Regions from separate parts of the Mus musculus genome. Here region 2 is linked to region 1. A link is a contact called in public HiChIP or PLAC-seq data. All regions are on one chromosome and are shown on one strand. The core of a region is the stretch at or near the end of the contact, and the rest is flanking DNA. Distances in the headings are between cores, read along the strand shown.

Evidence for each region. HiChIP or PLAC-seq counts read pairs in DNA pulled down with a chosen protein or histone mark.
Region 2: an H3K27ac HiChIP or PLAC-seq map of the HPC-7 cell line shows a contact between it and region 1, with 5 times the contacts expected there. The contact joins the promoter of Hmbs here to the enhancer-like site in region 1. A contact is called at or near these places in 1 of 39 promoter capture datasets (neural stem cells), 1 of 484 Hi-C or Micro-C datasets (nephron progenitors), 5 of 115 datasets of contacts at active chromatin or transcription factors (the HPC-7 cell line, the SCID.adh cell line, embryonic stem cells and 1 more) and 3 of 9 other capture datasets (adipose tissue, liver and pancreatic islet).

Annotation. Positions count from the first base shown.
Region 1 is chr9:44,190,236-44,196,942 of GRCm38.p6, forward strand. The region is part of intron 2 of Cbl (Casitas B-lineage lymphoma); the gene reads right to left. Among named protein-coding and RNA genes, the nearest start is that of Cbl, 40 kb to the right of the region's middle. Within about 2 kb of position 4,011, at least 26 of the 459 cell types and tissues checked have an H3K27ac peak or open chromatin away from gene starts, as enhancers often do. A contact at or near this core is called in the HPC-7 cell line, where this site is marked.
Region 2 is chr9:44,336,825-44,343,703 of GRCm38.p6, forward strand. It overlaps Hmbs (hydroxymethylbilane synthase), which reads right to left and starts at 5,557. Exons shown (of 14, transcript NM_001110251.1): 1 at 5,397-5,557; 2 at 5,194-5,247; 3 at 4,802-4,874; 4 at 4,391-4,440; 5 at 4,252-4,307; 6 at 3,864-3,941; 7 at 2,824-2,901; 8 at 2,654-2,729; 9 at 1,091-1,204; 10 at 828-866; 11 at 532-651; 12 at 294-347; 13 at 102-188; 14 at 1-21. The coding sequence starts at 5,229.

The DNA of each region.
Region 1 (6,707 bases), core at 2,761-5,260:
TTGTAATTTTGATAGTGTTATGATCCATAATGTAAATATCTGATATGTGACCCTTGTGAAAGGGCGGAGACCCACAGGTTGGGAACCAGTGCTTTAGTAGAAAACAACAATAAGCTGAAGAGAGTAGTAGAAACTTTCTAAATTAAAATACTGGGGAGGGGATCGATGTAGTCGTAGTGGCCAATGGAACATTAAGCAGTCTCCTGAAGGAGAAATGGGAGAGACAGAAACAGTGACAGGAGCTTTCCCAAGTGTGACAGAAACTGGCATCTCAACAGCACTCGAGGAAGCTCCCACAGAATGTTAACATTATTACAAAGCTATGCTTCGGGCTAAGGAGACAGATCGGTGCTGCCCTTCTCACCTCCACATGTGTGTCATGACATGTGCAAACTTATAATAAATTAATTTAGAAATAGATGAATACAATAGTTCTCAGGGCCCTTTCAGACAGTCTGAAATACTAAAATTACCTCCGTAAAATGTTACACACAACATGCCTTTTTCCACTCTAGTGACATTCGCATTCATGGCCCAGGAAACAGTGGACAAGACTGCCGATTCCAGACACAATCAAGACAACACACCAAACTATTTATGCAGTCAAAATACAGCTGTATTCTTTTTTGTTTGTTTGTTTGTTTGTTTTTCGAGACAGGGTTTCTCTGTGTAGCCCTGGCTGTCCTGGAACTCACTCTGTAGACCAGGCTGGCCTCGAACTCAGAAATCCGCCTGCCCTTTGCCTCCCGAGCACTGGGATTAAAGGCGTGCGCCACCACGCCTGGCACAGCTGTATTCGTAAAACCAAATACTGTTTGCTTGCACTTTAAGAATTCCCTTAACAGAGTCTTACAATATGGCTCAGTGATTAAAGGTACTCGTCTTAAACCTTGACAACACAAGTTCAATGCCTACAGCTTACTCAAATTACATGAGCCACGGCACTTGTACCCACACATACACATTACACACACACACACACACACACACACACACACACACTTTCTGAATCTCCTTTATTGAAGCAGACGTCTTTAATAATTACTCCTGTTAGATCCACAGTGAAGTGCTTTGTTTCTTTAGACATTCTGTGTGACACAATGAGAAGAACACCAAGTTCTGTTGCAATATGGCCAACCTTAGGAAAGTACTTACGCAATGCAACAGTGATGCAAGCTTTTTTAAAAAGGCATTTTTTTCTTAAGATCACTTAAGCCATTTCTAGCACACAACATCAACAATATCATATAACCATAACCACTATCCATTTCCAGATTTATTTACATTCCCTTTTTCTTCAATAGTGCTTACTCTTGATACATTTTACACCTGTATATATGCATTTGACCATATACCCCATTCTTATCTTTTTGAGACAGAGCATCATGTTATGATGTATCCCAGGGCGGGCTAAAACTTTCCATCCAGTAGAGAATGACCTTCAGTGTCTCTGGTCTTCCTGAGAGCTGAGACTGCAGGTGGGTGCTACAATGATGGCAATAGTTGGTTTGTTAAGATAGGCCCTAGCCTTGCAGCACACACTGGCTTTGAACCTGCAGTGATATTCCTGTCTCAGCACAGCAGAATTTCAGGAACGTGCCTCAATGCTACCATTTCTAGAACTCATCTATTCTGGCTATATGACCATTGAGCAGTAACCACCTCTCCCCTCCTTTTAGTTCCCAATACTCTATTATACCTGTCTTTATAAATTTGCACAGTCTAAATACCTCATAAGTAAAATCATAAAACGTCCTTTTAGATCTGGCTTATTTCAATCAGCAAACTGTCTTCACAATTAATCTGTGCTGTAGCTTGTATGTGCATTCTACCCCTTCTTACAGGTGAGTATTGAAACTTACCTGGCCAGTGAGATGGCTTGGACAGAGATGCCTGTGCACAAGACCTGAGTTTGACCTCAGATTTCTGGACCCCACAAGGTAGGAAAGAACCAACTGCTGAGGTGTGTGTGCATACAGAATAATACAAATTTAATTTTCCTAGAGTTCTATACAATATGTTAAACATATCCCCTCCCCATACTCACACCCTCCTTTTTCTCAGCCCTACTAGTCCCCACCACTTCCCTAGACAGTTTTACTTTGTCACTTAATATCTGTGTGCATGACTTTATGTTGACTATAGAAAAATCTAGAAATCATAAACAAGAGAAAACAATGATATACATATGGCTTTCTGTGATTGGCTTAACTCACTTATGACTAATACTGCCTTCATTTGCATTCATTTTTCTTGAAATGACAGAATTTCATTTTCCTTTATGGCTGAAAAGGTTTCACTGTACAAATGGCACACTTTTGTTATTTCCTGTTGTTGGACACCTCAGCTCGTTCCCTAACTTAGCTATGGCAGTCCTGCAGTGAATGCTATGCTCCAGAATCTCGGTGAATGCCTACTGAATTCAGAAGCTTGGGTACACACCAGGCAACTGCAACTGTACACCAACATTTCGTTTGTCCATTTATCTGCTGATAAATGTGGAGTGTATCCCACGTCTACTTGTCATGAACACTTCTGCAATGAACATGGATATACAAATATCTGATCAAGTTCCTGCTTACAGTTCTAGAAATATATGTCTTAGAAAGCTAGAAGATGATATGCTAATTCTGTTGAACGTTTTGAAGAAATGCCAAACTTTTCTACATGGTTGCAGTTTTTCATATCCATTAATGACGCATGATTCTAGTTCTCTACCTCCTCAGCAGTATCTATTACTTTCCTTTTCTGATGATACACTTCCTAGTGGGTGTGAAGTAGTGCCTCACTGTGGTTTTGATTTACATTTCCCTACCAGCTGACACACCTATCTTTCATGAGCTTTCTGGCCAAGTTACTCTCTAGGAATCTAGGTTCATATAAATGCTTTAAACCTGTGCGTGATCAACCTCAAATCCCGCGCTGTTCCTTGGGGTCCATCTTTCTTTCTTTTTCCTTACCTCCCCCTTCCTTTCCTTTTCCTTCTCCTTTCCTCTTCCCTTCCCTCCTTCCTTTTTTGGAGACAAGGTCTCACTGTGTAGCCCATACTGGCCTCCAGGTTACAGAGAGCCTCTCCCTCCTGAGTATTGTGATTAAAGGCACTCAACACGATGCCCAGCTCATCCATCTTATGTTTTGAGACAGTCTCTCATTAGGCCCTGGATGTCTACACCTCCCAGCCCTAGGACTTTTCCATGGCCCTTTCCATAGATAGTGGGGATTGAATTTGACAAACTGAGCCCCTTCTCCAGCCCCTTCTTTCAGATAAAACTGCTCTCACGACTTTTTTTTGTTTGTTTTGTTTTTTTGTTTTTGTTTTTCGAGACAGGGTTTCTCTGGCTGTCCTGGAACTCACTCTGTAGACCAGGTTGGCCTTGGAACTCAGAAATCCGCCTGCCTCTGCCTCCCGAGTACTGGGATTAAAGGCGTGCGCCACCACGCCCGGATGCTCTCAAGACTAAAAACCCCTGAACCCAGTTTCTTTCTTTATTCTAAGTCGTCCCTCTGAGCCCAAATCCTAATCACATTGCCAATTGTTTATTTAACTTCTCTTTAAATGGCTCATAAAATTTCAAATCTTGGCCAGATGTGATAGTGTAAGCCCAGCTCTTGGGAGGCGAAGGCAGGTGGGTCTCTGTGAATTCCAGGCCAACCAATGCTACATACATTGAGACCCTGTCTCAAAAAAGCCAAACAAACAAATTTATCAAACTTACACATGCCCCAAATGAAACTCTTTGCTTCTTCCTATACTTACAGCCTGAGTTCTCTGCTAGAATCAACATAGCATTGTCAGCAGAGTTAATGAAACTAGAAGCCATTTTCAATTCTTCCATCATTTTTTTCTACACTCCACTTCCCAATGTGTCAACAATTCTTACTAATTTTAGCTCTAATCCATTTCTTATCTGTTTTTCTTTCAACTTCCTCCTCCCTTCTCTACTTCCATTACTGCCACAGCCACAAACCTTTATCTGTCTTACAGACAGCAACTGATACCGTCATTGTAAAATACCAACAAGGTCACATGCTATGCCCTTGTTTGAAACCTCAGTGGCTTCCACTGTTCTATGCCTTTATCCCACTCAGACACTGGTCCAAGCCACCAGACCTGGTGTGCTCCCTTTAAAACAACAGGTTCTGCCCACTTCTGTTCCTTCCACTAACAGCCGCTCATGATCATCTCTCTCTGCGACTGAAAAGACAGCCACATGTTCCTACCCTCTCCAAAATGCAAGAAATGTTCCATGTAAGACTAGAAATCATTTCTCACCAAGCTAACTCTTAAACACTGAGATAGCTGTCATTATCTATCGGTAGCATTTAGCACATGTTCTGAAGAAACATGTTCTAAGAAAGGACTATAGGTGTGCAAACATGATCCAGTTTGTGGAGTATCACCATTCTTTGGAGGAAAATGTCAAGAGTGTGCTTTGAGCCAGATGTGGTGGCACACTTGTTTAATCTCAATGCTCAGGAGGCAGAAACAGGCAGATCTCTGTGAATTCCAGGCCAGCTAAGGTCTATATAGTAAGACCCTGTCTTAAAAAAACAAAACAAAACCTTGCTTTGCAAATTATTAAGAAAAGGCTGCTTCTTCAGTCAACCAGCTTCTATCAACCCTGCTCTAACTTGTTCCTGGACACGTGCTACCACAAAGCACTCAACACTACCTTAGTCTTCTACTGAGTACTTAGCAGATGAGCTTTTAGTCAAGTCTGAATTTTCCTAAATTATACAGGATAATTAAAAATTTGATAACATAAAAAGGTAAGAATAACTTAACAGAAAAGTATAATCTATAATGAATATGAGCCATTTTTTAAATCCAGTTCCACTCTGTAACCAGCCCCTTTCAGCTTCTATTCAGGACTAATCAATTACTCTATAGTTCACCAAAGCTGAGACTATAACTAAGGGTGCTGCTGACCCAGTGCAGTAAGGAAGTTCTTTGGTAAGAAGCCAGCATCAGAAAAGGCCAGGAATGGATCTGGACCTTTACTTCATAAAGGAAAACCTACAATAAATATATGAACTCATAACCAAACAAACACAAGAGCTAAAACTAATAAGAAAAAACAAGGGAAAACAACACCACACACAGCCCTTGACCCCAGCACTCAGAAGGCAGAGTCAGGAGAATCTCTATGAGTTTGCGGCCAGCCTAGATGAGATACAGTTCCAGGACAGCCAGGTCTTTTACTCAGAGAAACCTTGAATTAGGTAATATGGAGGAAAGGGAGTTTGGAGACAAGGGCTCTGTAGCAAAGTCTGTCCTCGAAGTCCAGTTTGGCTTTGAATTCATAGTCATACCCCTGTTACAGCTCCCAGAATGCTGGACAGTAAGCATGCAGCACTACACTTGTCTGGCCTTTGCCATAGTCTTAAAAGTACAAAAGTACTACTAGACTCCATCAAAGCTTAAATATTTTGTTACCACAGAAGATAGTATTGAGGTGAAAAGACATACAGAATGAGAGTGAAACCTTACAAATCACTTCTCCCAGTATAGATAATAGGATGCTAGTTCAGTAGGCAGATTATGTAAAGAATAGTTACAGTTCAATAGGATAAGGTGGACACAATTTTAAAATGAGCAGAAGGCCTACAAACCATGAAGTTTCCAGTACTGAAAACAATAAAAACAAAGAGCTAAGGTCAGGCATGTGGTGGCTTACACCTTTAATTCCAGCATTTAGGCCAGCTTGGTCTACATTGAAGACCCCATCTCAAAACAAGCAAACAACAAAAAGACAGTAACTTGGGAGGTTGGGGGAAGAGTGGTGCATGCCTCTAACTGTACAACTTGGGAGGTAGGAGGTAGAGCAGGAAGATCAAGAGTTCAAAGTCACCATCATCTACATATTTAGTTCTAGGATGTCTCAAAAAAAAAAAAGACAACAACAACAGAACAGGGAGCCGGAGAGTGAGCTCCTTGGTTAATGGCACTTCCTGTTCATGCAGAGGACCTGAGTTTGGTCAGCCACATCAAGATGCCTCACAATGCCTCAGAACTCTAGCTCAAGAGAACCCAACTCCCTCCACAGCACACATAATATGCACATATACATAAATAAAAGCAAACTAAATTTTAAATTTAAAAAAAGGCAAAGGATTTGACTAGGTCTTTCTTCAGAGATCCGCAGGCCCATGAGAAGATGACTCACTATGGAAATGTCTTGAAAACCCCCAGATACCGTTTTCCACCCTGGAGAATGGCTGCAGGTAGCAAGTGCTGGTGAGCCCTCAGAACCTTAGTCCACTGCTAGCAGAGTGCGTGCCACAGAGGCCTCTGTGTAAACAGTCTGAAGCTTCCTCAAAAAGTTAAAAACTAGTTGCTCTATAACTCAGCAATTCCCCTCCCAGGATGTAGCAAAGAGAACTGAAAATAGCATGCAAAAATCTGTACACAAGTGTTCATAGAAATAATACTTATAATAGCTAAAATGTCTAAACTCAAATAACTATAAACAAAATGTTCAAACAGATCGAAATTAACTATCAAGATGAATGGAGTAGTAGGTATAGGAGCTCACACCTACAGTCCCAGTCCTTAATGAGGCTGTGGGGGACTTGACTTGAACACTCAAGACCAACCTGGGCTGCATAGCAAGTTCTGGAACAATGCAGGCTACAGTGTGCACCTGTCTCAGCTAGCTTCTCTCCCCACCCCAAAAGGAAAGTATGGATACATACTATAAATATGG
Region 2 (6,879 bases), core at 4,307-6,806, 150 kb after region 1:
ATCTTCTGGACCATCTTCTTGCTGGATGACAGGTTACAATTTTGGTAAGAGGAAGATTACAAGCAGTTCTATTTATTCCTTCCTCATCTCCCAGTCAATACCTGAACAGGGACCTGGATGGTGGCCTGCATAGTCTCTTGCATGCTATCTGAGCCATCTAGACTCCAGACTCCACCAGTCAGGTACAGCTAGGAAATAAAATGTTTGTACCAGGATATTTAAAGAAAGTTACTTAGATGTTTCGGTGCACATGGAAATGACAGTCCCTCCCCTCATCCATTTCCCTGGCTTACTTGCCCATCTTTCATCACTGTATGCACTGCTACGGGCACGCTGCAGCCTCCTTCCTGCAATGATATGTTCCTTTGAGCTCTAAGGGCCTTTAACACCACTTTTGACCACAGACCTCAAGGGGCCAGATCAAGGTCCTCTCCATACATACAAAACATTACATACTGAGTACTTGACAAATCTCTCTCCCTACTGCCCTTCCTGGTTTCCCCACAACACCATGGGAGGAGCCCATCTTACCAGGTGCCTCAGAAAAGCCCTTTCAGCAATGCAGCGAAGCAGAGTTTCAGGATCGTGCAACACACTCACTAGGTCCAAGATATCCTGGTCCTTGGCTCGGACTTCCACGGCTAGGGCTCCCTAAAGAACAACAGGCCTGATCTTCTCTAGTAATAGAGCTAAGCATGAGAAACACACCTCTACCTGCTTCCCTGGGTCTTATGCATAACAACCAAACCTGTCCCTCTCTAAACATCTTATTTGATGGATAGCAGGTGCCAAAGGTTATGAACCAGGTTCTCTCCAGGCAAACCTACCTGACCCACAGCATACATGCATTCTTCTGGGTGCAAAATCTGTGGAGAGAGACAAGATGGTGGGATAGGGGATGTTCAAAGGCAGTGAGCTAGGGTTTGCCAATCTAGGAAGCCTGGGGAAGGCACAGGTAGGAAGTCCAGCAATGAGTCCCAATATCCCTAGCCTGGGCTTCTGGTTGTAGTGTTGTTGGCAGAATGGTCAGGAAGAAATCAAGGCAGGAGAGAGGCAGATTCAATGGGAAGCAGAACAGGGCAGCTCCTACCTGGCCCACCCGGTTCTGCCAGCCCATGCGCTGTAGGCCAGCCACAGCCAGGACGATGGCACTGAATTCCTGCAGCTCATCCAGCTTCCGGAGGCGGGTGTTGAGGTTTCCCCGCTGTGGAGCGTTGCTAAGGAGAAGTCAAGACCTACCCAGTGCACCCTCTGCCCCACAGTCTCTTTTCCCCCCTCTAGCTAACTTTTAAAAAACTTTTGTTTTTGTTGAGTGGTGGTGTATACACCTTTAAATCCCAGCACTGGAGGCAGATACAGATCTCCATGAATTCAAGGCTAAATCTGGTCTACAGAGAGAGTTCCAGGACAGGCTGGGCTATACAGAAAAAGCCTGTCTAGAAAAATGGTAGAAATGAAAAAAAAAAAAAAAAAAAAGCTGGGCAGTGGTGACACATGCCCTTAAGCCCACAATTTGGGAGGCAGAGGTAGCCGGATTTCTGAGTTGGAGGCTAGGCTGGTCTATAAAGTGAGTTCCAGGACAGCCAGGGATATACAGAGAAACCCTGTCTCGAAAAACTAACTAACTAAATAAATAAATAATAAAATAAAAAGACTTCTTTGGAGTCGGGCGTGGTTAGAGCACGCCTTTAATCCCAGCACTCGGGAGGCAGAGGCAGATAGATTTCTGAGTTCAAGGCCAGCCTGGTCTACAAAGTGAGTTCCAGGACAGCCAGGGCTATACAGAGAAACCCTGTCTCGAAAAACCAAAACAAACAAAAAACAAAACAAAAAAAGACTTCTTTGGATAGGATCTCATAGTGTAGTCGTGGCTGTACTGGAACTTGCTCTGTAAGTTTTATTTTAGTTTTATGTGCATGGGTGTTTTGCATGCCTGTCTCCAAAGGCCAGAAGAGGGCATCAGTTCCCCTAGAACTGAAATACGAAATAGTTGTGAGCTACGGTGTGAGTGCTAGAAGTTGAACCGGGGTCTTCTGGAAAAGCAACCAGCACTTTAAACCCCTGAGCCATCTCTCTAGCCCCAGGACACACTGTTTTTAAAATTAGTTTTATGAAACATATCACATATTCACTGTAAAAACCAAAACCACTTAGCAGCACAGAAAGTAAAAGCAGAAGCGCCTCTGTCCCTGCCACCAGGAGTGGTCACCGGTCAGTATTACCTGCACTGCAGTGCCTGCCTGTCTGTCTAACATGTCAGCTCTATAGAACGAGGAACCATGTTTGTTTTGCAATTGTCCTCATTGCCAGGCCATTAAAGGGTGCCAGGCAGTGGTGGCCCACGCCTTTAATCCCAGCACTCAGGAGGCAGAGGCAGGCGGATTTCTGAGTTTGAGGCCAGCTTGGTCTACAAAGTGAGTTCCAGGACAGCCAGGGCTACACAGAGAAACCCTGTCTCAGGAAAAAAAAAAAAAAAAAAAAAGGAAAACATTAAAGGACTGTGGATGTGTGGATGGATGGATGGATGGATGGGTGGGTGGGTGGGTGGGTGGGTGGACGGACAGCTGGAAAGACGACCCCCTGACCGCATGGACCACTTGCTTCGGAAGGTCCTTCTTTCCCTCTTTTTCCCCTCCTTCTTCTGAAAGGATACAATACTCTTGAATTCCAGGTGGGGGAACTTTCTCTGTAGCTGAGCCACTCTCCTCAGAGAGCTGGTTCCCACGGCACTGCTCAGAGAGAGTTTAGAATTAAACTTAACCCAGGCTGCCAACTGTTCTCCACTGTCCAGCCCTCTCTCCCCCGCACACTAGGCCCACTCACCTTTTCTCTGGCAAGGTTTCCAGGGTCTTTCCAATAAACTTTGGGTGAAAGACAACAGCATCACAAGGGTTTTCCCGTCTGCAAAGCAAATGATGAAATAAAGGTATTAGCATTTGGAGATAAGGCTTAACTCTAGCCCAGGCTGACCTAAAATTTTCTCTGTACCCCAGGCTAGCCTTTAACTCACAATAACCCTCCTGCCTCAGCTCCCTGAATGCTGAGATTATAGGCATGAGCCACCAGGCCAAATTCATTTTATTTTCTTTGGAAAGGTTTTATATTTCTTTCTTTGTTTTTTCTTTTTTTTTTTTTTTTTGGTTTTTTTTTTGTTTGTTTGTTTGTTTTTGTTTAGTTTTGTTTTGTTTTTAAGACTGGGTTTCTCTGTATAGTCCTGGAACTCACTTTGTAGACCAGGCTGGCCTCGAACTCAGAAATCCACCTGCCTCTGGCTGCCTCCCAAGTGCTGGGATTATAGGCGTGCGCCACCACCACCCAGCAGGTTTTATATTTCATTTCCTTGATTGTTTCCATTTTCATTGATGAGATGAGGAGCATAAACATTCTACAGCATGTATGCATGAGTCAGATGACAACTTGTGGGATTCAACCCTCTTCTTTCACCAAGTGCACCCCACGGACTGAACTCAGGTCATTGGCTTGACAGCAAATGCCTTTACCACCTAAGCCACTGTAAGCCAGCCTTCTGGTGCCCCTAAGGCACAATCTAAGTTCCTCGGGCTGGTTCAAATCCCTCTGTAGCCCAGGCTGGCCCAGAATCTCTGATCCTGTCTTAGCCTCCCCAGTAGCTGGGATTTCAGGTCCGTGCCACTGAGCCCAACTCCACAAACTCTAAATAGTCAACCAATTGGCTTTCCTGCCACACTATGTCTGACAACCTTCAAAACAGAGGGCTAAGCGGTCAAGTTCCAAATGGAAAAAAAAACAAAACAAAACAAAACAAAAAAAAAAACTCAAAGATTCCCACAGTAGGATTAATCCTGCCCAGGGCCCTCCCTCCCATGCATGTCCTCCCCGCTTACTTGCAGATGGCTCCAATAGTAAAGCCAGGAGGTAGTATGGTAGGCACATCCTTCAGGGAGTGAACGACCAGGTCCACTCTGGAGACGACATGGGGAGGACACAGAGAGAGGCTTTGAGTAGGTGACCTTACCTCCACCACCCACCCCAGCATCCTTGACCGTTCAGGAAGATAGCATCTTAAGATCTAAGACCTGGTCTCTTCTCAACTACTCTACCCCATTTCCCCAGACAGTCTGATTCCCCAGGTAGTTAGGCTACTCCAAGGCAAGGCTCTCTCCTCTGTGAAAGCCTGTGAGCTCCACAGTCTAACCCGACAGTCCTGCCAATATTGGGGAGCCACTTTGGGGTTCTAGGCTCGGGGTACCACATTCCTCCATCCTCACTCACTCGTTTTTTTCCAGGGCGTTTTCTAGCTCCTTGGTAAACAGGCTCTTCTCTCCAATCTGCCAGGCAAGAGAGAGCCTCAGAGTGAACCCCTTACACGTGGGAGAGGGACAAGAAGAATGGGGACAAGGACTGGCGTTACCTTAGAGAGTGCAGTATCAAGAATCTTGTCTCCCGTGGTGGACATAGCAACTGAGGAGAGAGTCAATCAGATACCCATTAACACCTACTGAGTCACCCCTCGTTCAGGCCTTGACTGGATTCACAGTGGAGTCTGAGGCATAGAAGACCCAGCCCCTACTCTCTCAGATACACACACCGACAGAAAAAGCAGACATACTCATAAAAGAACCCAAAGCAGAAAGTATGAAATGTCAGGCTAGCCCGGGCAGCTGGAGGAGATGTGCACAGGAGACAATCTTTCTTTCCCTTCACAAGCAGCCAGAATAGTCTTACAAGGCAGGCTTTGACCACAGGCAAAGCCAGAGATGCCCTGTCCTCCGGTTCACTGGCTTCCCGTTCACTACCAATCACTCCTCTCAAGAAAACTTACTGATTTCAAACTGTATGCCAGGGTACAAGGCTTTCAGCATCGCCACCACAGTGTCGGTCTGTATGCGAGCCAGCTGGGGAAAGAGAGTCAGATGGTTTCTCACCTCCCCTGGCCACTGGCCCAGGCTCAGACCCTCATATGGACCAAGAAAGCAATGAAAGGGGTTAGACTTCTCACATGAGGCCTGCCCTGAGAGTCCCTTCTCTGTACCCCAATCATTTCCCTGCTCCAGAGACTCTCTTTTCTGTACCCCATGAAATCGACTCTCACACACTCTTATTTGCTCAATGCTAGCCTTTGGGTCCCACTAGTGACCCTGTGAGTCTCTGGGTCCCACTAGTGACCCTGTGAGCATTACAATTCTTGAGACAACGCGCTATGTCTGTACTCACCTGGCTCTTACGGGTGCCCACTCGAATCACCCTCATCTTTGAGCCGTTTTCTTCCTGCAGAAGAAAGTCCCTAGGTTACGATCTTTTCCTCATTCAAAGAACTAGGATCACAGGCTTAGGAAAGAGGACTCCCAGGTCCTAGGCAGGTGAGGCTGCTAGGAAGGAGAGACTCCCAGGACTGGTCCTTGAATCTTCCTTGGTACCTTCTGCCCTCCTACGGGATCCAGAGAAGCAAGACCAGAGGAAAAGCTGTAATAGGATCTGTTGTGGCAGCAGCAACAGGACACTGAGCCCCAAAGCCCAGCCTGGCCAAGGAGGTTCTGAGTGGGAGGGCTGCACACAGCCAGGTGGGCAAAATGATAAGGCCCATCAGCCTCGGCACAGTGAGGGTGGGCCCTGCTGGAGGGTGGGGCCTACAGAAGCTGGGGCAGGACAGCCGAAGCCTCCCATTGCTAGAGAACAAGCTCACTGTCCACAACAACTCAGGCACTTGAGAAGGCCTCACTAAGCCCTGGGTGAGTCACTAAGCATCCCTTAGTACCACCAGGATGTACTCCTAACAAGGACTGAAATCAACCAAGCTAATGTACAGCCCTTTCATGCCCTTGGCTGGGTGACTTTGGGAACATCATCCCATCAAGGGCTTGTTAAATTAAAGGCCACCTCATGCCTCAAGAAGTCCCAGAAGACTACAAGAATAAACTGCCTAACAGTCATTGCCTACTGGCTTCCTCTGGTGTCTTAAGCCAGAGCCAAGAGCTCAAAAGGACACACCTCTTTCTTTTGTTAAGGCGCCTTGGATAAAGGTGTCTAGGGCCAAGCAGGTAGAACTGGGTTCTGCAGTCTGATACAAAGGGGACAGGAGTCACTGTACAGATTGTCCCCCTTCCCTGCACCAGGTTCCTCATCTCACAGGTTCTTCTATAACCAGACACTCAAGTTCTTGGTCACTGAAGGTGAAAACTTGCTCTTGGACTCCAGTCTACTCCACTGCTGAAGATCCCTCCAACAAACGACTCTGAGATAGCCTTTGCAATTTAGCTGGGCTTGAAATAACACAGAAATTTCGGACAACAGGGAGCCCATAGAAAGGAATTGCTAAGTTCAAACAATTTGTTTTTTAATTAATTGACCCAGAACAGCATTTGAGCCGTGTCTGCATATTGTCCTTGCAACAACCCTACTAGGTTAGACAGGGTAGGTACTTCCACCCGTGTCACAGAAGCAAAGATGCAGAGTGGTCAAATTACTGTCTAAACATCTCACAGCTATGAACAGACAGAAAGTGGGTGCTGAAATCCAGGCCTTCCTACCCTAACCCTGTGCTCTAAAAATGTTTTCATAGCCAAGACTACTGCTTACTGCCTGGGCAGGAGATAAGCAGGCTTCCCAGCTCAGCCTTATCTCAGGCAGCCTGCCCACAAGTTCAGAACTTTCCAGGCAGGCCAGAAATGACAAGGCCCAGGGGTGGGTTCCCCCGCTCACAATAGCAATTCAGGTGTGTCTCTACTAGGACTTTTGTGGGTGGCTAAGGCTGGGTGACTTCATAACGGTGAACGGGAGAAGGCGTGTAACCTCCAAGATGTTTGTATACAGTTTTAAGAAGTGGGGTGTGCTCTCCCCTGAATGAAGTGGATCGTATTCCGAGATAGCTGGATTTGCCTCAGCCCCTTCTTCGTGAAAAGG